Regions from separate parts of the Ovis aries genome. Here region 2 is linked to region 1. Evidence: chromatin contacts called from public Hi-C data. All regions are on one chromosome and are shown on one strand. Each heading gives the region's core, a stretch centred on a gene start, on an enhancer-like site or on the middle of the called end of the contact. The rest is flanking DNA. Distances are from core to core; before and after follow the strand shown. Region 1 holds the start of UNC119B (unc-119 lipid binding chaperone B). Region 2 holds the start of SPPL3 (signal peptide peptidase like 3).

What was found. A called contact is a pair of places that touch in the nucleus more often than the background predicts.
Region 2: a contact with region 1 is called in a Hi-C map of liver, with 2.2 times the contacts expected there. The contact joins the promoter of SPPL3 here to the promoter of UNC119B in region 1. A contact is called at or near these places in 2 of 16 Hi-C or Micro-C datasets (liver and muscle).

The regions. Positions count from the first base shown.
Region 1 is chr17:63,087,484-63,090,173 of ARS-UI_Ramb_v3.0, reverse strand. UNC119B (unc-119 lipid binding chaperone B) reads right to left here and starts at 1,352. Exons shown (of 4, transcript XM_042234692.1): 1 at 1,092-1,352. The coding sequence starts at 1,335.
Region 2 is chr17:63,259,749-63,262,438 of ARS-UI_Ramb_v3.0, reverse strand. SPPL3 (signal peptide peptidase like 3) reads left to right here and starts at 1,325. Exons shown (of 12, transcript XM_042234693.1): 1 at 1,325-1,860.

The DNA of each region.
Region 1 (2,690 bases), core at 103-2,602:
TCCGACCAAAGCAAGTCAACAGATAAAAGGAGAGCAGCCTTAATTCATCAAGCTGGTGCTGGGGCTTCAAAGTTAGAAGTCCAGAGGATGGGGCAGGTGGGTGGGCTGGGCAAGCAGGATCTAACCTATGGACTGGAAACTCGGGGAAACAGCAGTAAGAGAAAGGGCAGCAAGTCAGAGCATGAGAACAAGAGGGAGGAGAGCCAGGACAGGGGGCGGGCTATGTACTACTTCTATCAACAGACGGTGTGAAACCGTTGCATCCTATGCAAGAAATGCATCTCTGATACTCTGACATTCGTCAATCACTAGACCAGGTGTCAAAAGCAGGATTCACATTTCGGTTTTATACGTCGAACTGAAACTTTATTAATATATACATTATATACACATAAATGCAGCCGGAAACGCCGCGGCAATGTACTTAAGGAAAGAAAAGGCCACCTGCACACAAAGAGGGCAACGCTTGGGACCCAAAAGAGGCAGGGGGCCGAGGCAGGGAGCCGAGGCAGGCTGGAACGACGAGGGGCTGTCCGAGGGGCCGGAGTGGAGGGAAACGCGGAGAAAGCAGGTAGGGGTCTGGGCTGGCAGAGGGCAGCAGAAGCTGGCTCAGGTCGAGGGGGCCAAGCTGAGCAGGAACTTCACTAACAGCAGCGAGCTGGGGGCTGAGGGAGTGGGGGAGAGGCAGCGGCCCACTTGCCAGGGTCAGGAGGAGCTAGTTAAGAAGCCAAGACGGGGTCTGTCCCCACCCAAAGAGATCCAGCTAAGGAGGAGAACGGTCGGCCCGGCCTGAGGGCCCAACCGGGACGGGCCACAAGGAAGCCTGACGTGGCCGGAGTCAGGGGAGGGCAGCCGAGCTCAAGGGGACCCATCCCAACCAGGTGAAGGTGAGGGTGGAGAGCGCCGACTCGGCCGGGCGGAGCAGTGGGCAGCGAGGCCTGGCCAGTCGGGGGCGCCTGGGTGGACCCCCTGGGCCCGCCGAGCGGCGAGCGGCCGGCTCCGCGGAAAGCGACACGGGGCCCGGGGGTCCGACTGCCCCGCGGCCCGGGGGCCCGGCGCCGAGGGGAGGACGCGGCCGGCCCCGCACTCACTCTCGGTGACCCGGCTGAGGCGCAGGACGTGCTCGGGCCGGATGGTGTCCAGAGCCAGCAGCTCCTGCTCCGTGACCGCTGCCCCGATGCCGTCGTCTGCCGCGTGGTGGGGCGCCTGCCGCCGCGCCTTGAGCCTGTTCAGGACGCCGCCGCCCGCCTTCTTCTTCTCTTCCTTGCCAGTTACTAGCCCCCCGGGCCCAACGGCCGACCCCAAGGCCGCAGCCTTCGAATTCGACCCGCTCATCGCTCCACCGCCAAGATGGCCGCCGCCTCCGCAGCGCCGTAACTATGGAGAGAGGGGGCGGGGCCGGGCCGCGACCTGGAGGCGGGGCCGAGGTGGGCGGAGCCTGCGAGCCGCGTCGCTGGCGCTCCCCGCCTCTACCCTCCCCGCCAAACCCTTTCTCCAGCGCTGGTCCATCCAGGTGGGCCGCCGCGTTAGTACCCCGGACTCTCCACTTGGCCCCCGAAGTCACCCCAAACATCTAACATATATATTTCGTACGGTCAAATGACTTTCTAGCACATAAAATGTAAACAAGGCATCTTGAGAAAATGTGTTTTCATCTGCAGTCTAGAAGGTAAGACTGTTTGCTGTGCAAAAGCAGCTTTCAGATTAGATTGCCATTCTTAAACCCTACTGCGTCAGGCTTTGGGCTAGACATTGAACTAGGCTACAAGGAATATAAGAATATGAAAGGGGGCAGGGATTGAGTCTGCTGTATTCACCACTGTATCTTGGCAGCCTATCAAGAAAGCTGAGCACCAAAGAATTGATGCTTTTGAACTGTGGTGTTGGAGAAGACTCTTGAGAGTCCCTTGGACTGCAAGGAGATTCAACCTGTCCATCCTAAAGGAAATCAGTCCTGAATATACATTGGAAAAACTGATGTTGAAGCTGAAACTCCAACACTTTGGCCACCTGACTCGAAGAACTGACTCATTTGAAAAGACCCTGATGCTGGGAAAGATTGAAGGCAGGAGGAGAAGGGGACGCCAGAGGATGAGATGGTTGGACGGCATCGCCAACTCAATGGACATGAGTTTGAGTAAACTCGAAGAGTTGGTGATGGACAGGGAGGCCTGGCGGCTGAGGTCCATGGTGTCGCAGAGTCGGACGTGACTGAGCGACTGAACTGAACTGAACTAATGCCTGTTGTTCAGTGGCTAAGTCATGACTCTCTGAGACTCCATGGACTGCAGCACTCCAGGCTTTCCTGTCTTTCACTGCCTCCTGGAGTTAGCTCAAACTCATATCCATTGAGCTGTTGATGCTATCCAACCATCTCATCCTCTGTGCCCCTCTTCCCCTGCGCTCGATCTTTCCCAGCCTCAGAGTCTTTTCCAATGAGTTGACTCTTCGCATCAGGTGGCCAAAGTAGTCGAGCTTCAGTCTTTCCAACAAATATTCAAGATTGATTTTCTTTAGGATTGGCTGGTTTCATCTCCTTGCTAAGGGATTCTCAAGAGTCTTCTCCAGCAGCACAATTTGAAAGCACCAGGTGCTCAGTAATGACGGACTGACAATGAATGAATGAGTGCAGGAAGGCTTGCACAGCATGGTGCTGTGGAAGAGCTCCCACTTTGTTGGGGAAGACTGTG
Region 2 (2,690 bases), core at 76-2,575, 170 kb before region 1:
CCTGGATCCAAGCTCACTCCAAGCCTTCACATCGTTGGGACTTGCCTCATGTCATTCTCTTTCTAAAGAGTGTCTTTTCTCCTATCAACACGCTCACTCTTTCAGACCACCTCATCAACTCCTAGCAAAGTATTGCCCAGTGCCCCGGGATTCAGTTCATCTCTCCCTCCTCTTGTCTGCTGCTGCTGCTGCTGCTAAGTTGCTTCAGTTGTGTCCGACTCTGTGCGACCCCATAGACAGCAGCCCACCAGGCTCCACCGTCCCTGGGATTCTCCAGGCAGGAACACTGGAGTGGGTTGCCATTTCCTTCTCCAATGCATGAAAGTGAAAAGTGAAAGTGAAGTTGCTCAGTCATGTCAGACTCTTAGCGACCCCATGGACAGCAGCCTACCAGGCTCCCCCGTCCATGGGATTTTCCTGGCAGGAGTACTGGAGTGGGTTGCCATTGCCTTCTCTGTGAATCTGGTCGAGCCCCATTAAATTTTCTTCTGTGTCTGCCTCCAGATGGACTGTTCCCTGAGCTTTGCTCTTGCGTGGTCAGCTCCTTCTCATCCTTCAGGTGTCAGCTGTCACCTTCTCTGCCAGGCCTTCCTTCACCATGGAGACTAGGCTGCACACCCCCTCTACTGTGTCCCATTACCTTGTGTTATCATCTTCATAAAACTTATCAGCATCTGCAAGCACCTTCACTTATTTGTCGGCTTGGGCTATCTGTAAGTCTTTTCCTGTAGAATGTAAGCGCTCAGAGGGCAGACCAGCAGAATGAACTGATACATGGTTGGCACCCAATAAATATCTGTTGATGGATCACATGAAGGCCAGTATGGGGTATTCGACTTGGCCCCTCGAGGACTTGGCACAGAGCCTGGGCGCAATAAAAGCTGGCTGCGTGGAGTTATTTGCTAAACGAATGAATGAACCAACGAGCAGACCAGCTAAGCGAGGCAGCGTCCCGCCTGCTGACTGACAGGTTGACTGACACTTGGGAGCCCGTGGCCAGCAGACTCTTGATGGATGGGTGACAGCTGAGCGGTAGTCAACAGACGCGCACGGGGTTCCTGACTGGCTGGCTGCAGCAGCCCCTCGGAAAGGGGAAGGGAAGAGGGCCCCCCAGAGGCGACCGCCCCGCGTGGGGAGGGGGCGGCACCAAGCGGCGGGAGGCGGCGCAACCGCCAGAAGCCGAGCGAGCAACAGTCGCCTCGAACCGAGGAACCGACGTCTCCGCGCATGGGCCCGGCGCGAGGGGCGGGGCGCGCGCGTCACGTGAGCGTGTTTTGGGCACGTGACCCACGCAGGGCCAAGGCTCACCCCCCGCCCCCTCCTCGCCTCCCCTTGGCGGGTGTGAGCCGAGCGGCCTCGCCTCACCGCCTAGCGCCCCCCTCAGTCGCCGCCGCCTCCGCCTCCGCCCGCCGGCCATGTCCCCGGGCCGCCGCCGCCGCCGCACGAGCGCGGCGCCCCTGCGGCCCAGCGCGCAGTGAGCGCGGGGCCCTCTTGCCGTTCGCCCGCCCCGGGGCCCCCTTGTTCTCAGTGCCGCCGCCGCGCCGCCATGTTGGGTTTAGAGCCGCAGCGGAGCCGCCGCCGCCGCCGCCGGTGAGGGAGGCCGAGAGCGGAGCCCGCCCCGCCCCGGGGCCCAGGGAGCGGGTCCGCCTCGGAGCCCGGCCTCTCCCCGCCAGTCACTTTCCCGGCTCGTCCGCCCGCGGTGTGAGCGAGCGAGCGAGCGCCGGGCCGCGGCCGCGCCTTCCGCTCCCGGCCCGAGCGAGCCCGCCGCCCGTTTGTTCCCCTGCCGCCGGGCCCGGCCCGGCCCGAGCCTGCAGCAGAGCCCTCGAGAGTCAGCGCCATGGCGGAGCAGACCTACTCGTGGTGAGTGCGGGGCTCGGGGAGGCCGGGGCGCGGCGAGGGTGGGGGTCGGGACGCCGGCGCGGCCGGCCGGCGAGGAAGAGGAGGAGGAACAGGTGCGCTTCGGGGGTGGCGGGGGGCTGGGGGCCGCGGCATAGGGGTGCACGCCCCCCTCGCCCCCTGCCGGAGGGGGCGGCTGGCGCTCGCGGAAGGCGGTGAGCGGCCGGGGGCCCGGCGTCCGAGGAGGGGCTTGGAGGAGGCGGCGGCCGCGGCGGATGTCATCTGGTCATGGGCGGAGCAGGTGATGGAGAAAGGGGAGCTTGACCCCGAGGTGGGAAGCCCACGCGAGGGAAATGGATTCCCACGGGCACTCCGGAACCGACCCGAGGCGGGAGGCTGCTGGAAAGGAGGAATGGACAAGGTGGAGAGGGGCGGGTCGGGGCAAAGGCGGGGGGCCACCGGGCCGAGAGGCATCTTCTGAGAACAGGTGATACGAGGTCGAACTTGGAAGTTGTCAGGGAGGAGGAGCCACCTCCACTGGGGCTGCTCCTTACCCCTGGGATGGGGAGTGAAGGGAAGAGTTGGTGAGGTGGGCAGAGGCCCAGACGTGAGCAGAGGAAAGCCGCGGAAGGGGAGAGTCCGGGGAACCCTGGAGGCTACACCCTGCTGAAGAGGTTGGAAGGGGAGCCTGTTTGGATAACTGGATTTTGGAGAGGAAGTCGCTGATGACAGTGGGGCCTGGCAGAAATCTTTGTGAGGGTCGGTACCCTGTTCTGTAGAATAGGACGTAGCCCGGTGCCCTGGGGAAAGTATGGGGATGAAGGAGCTACAAGTCTTGTCCATTTTAAAGAGAT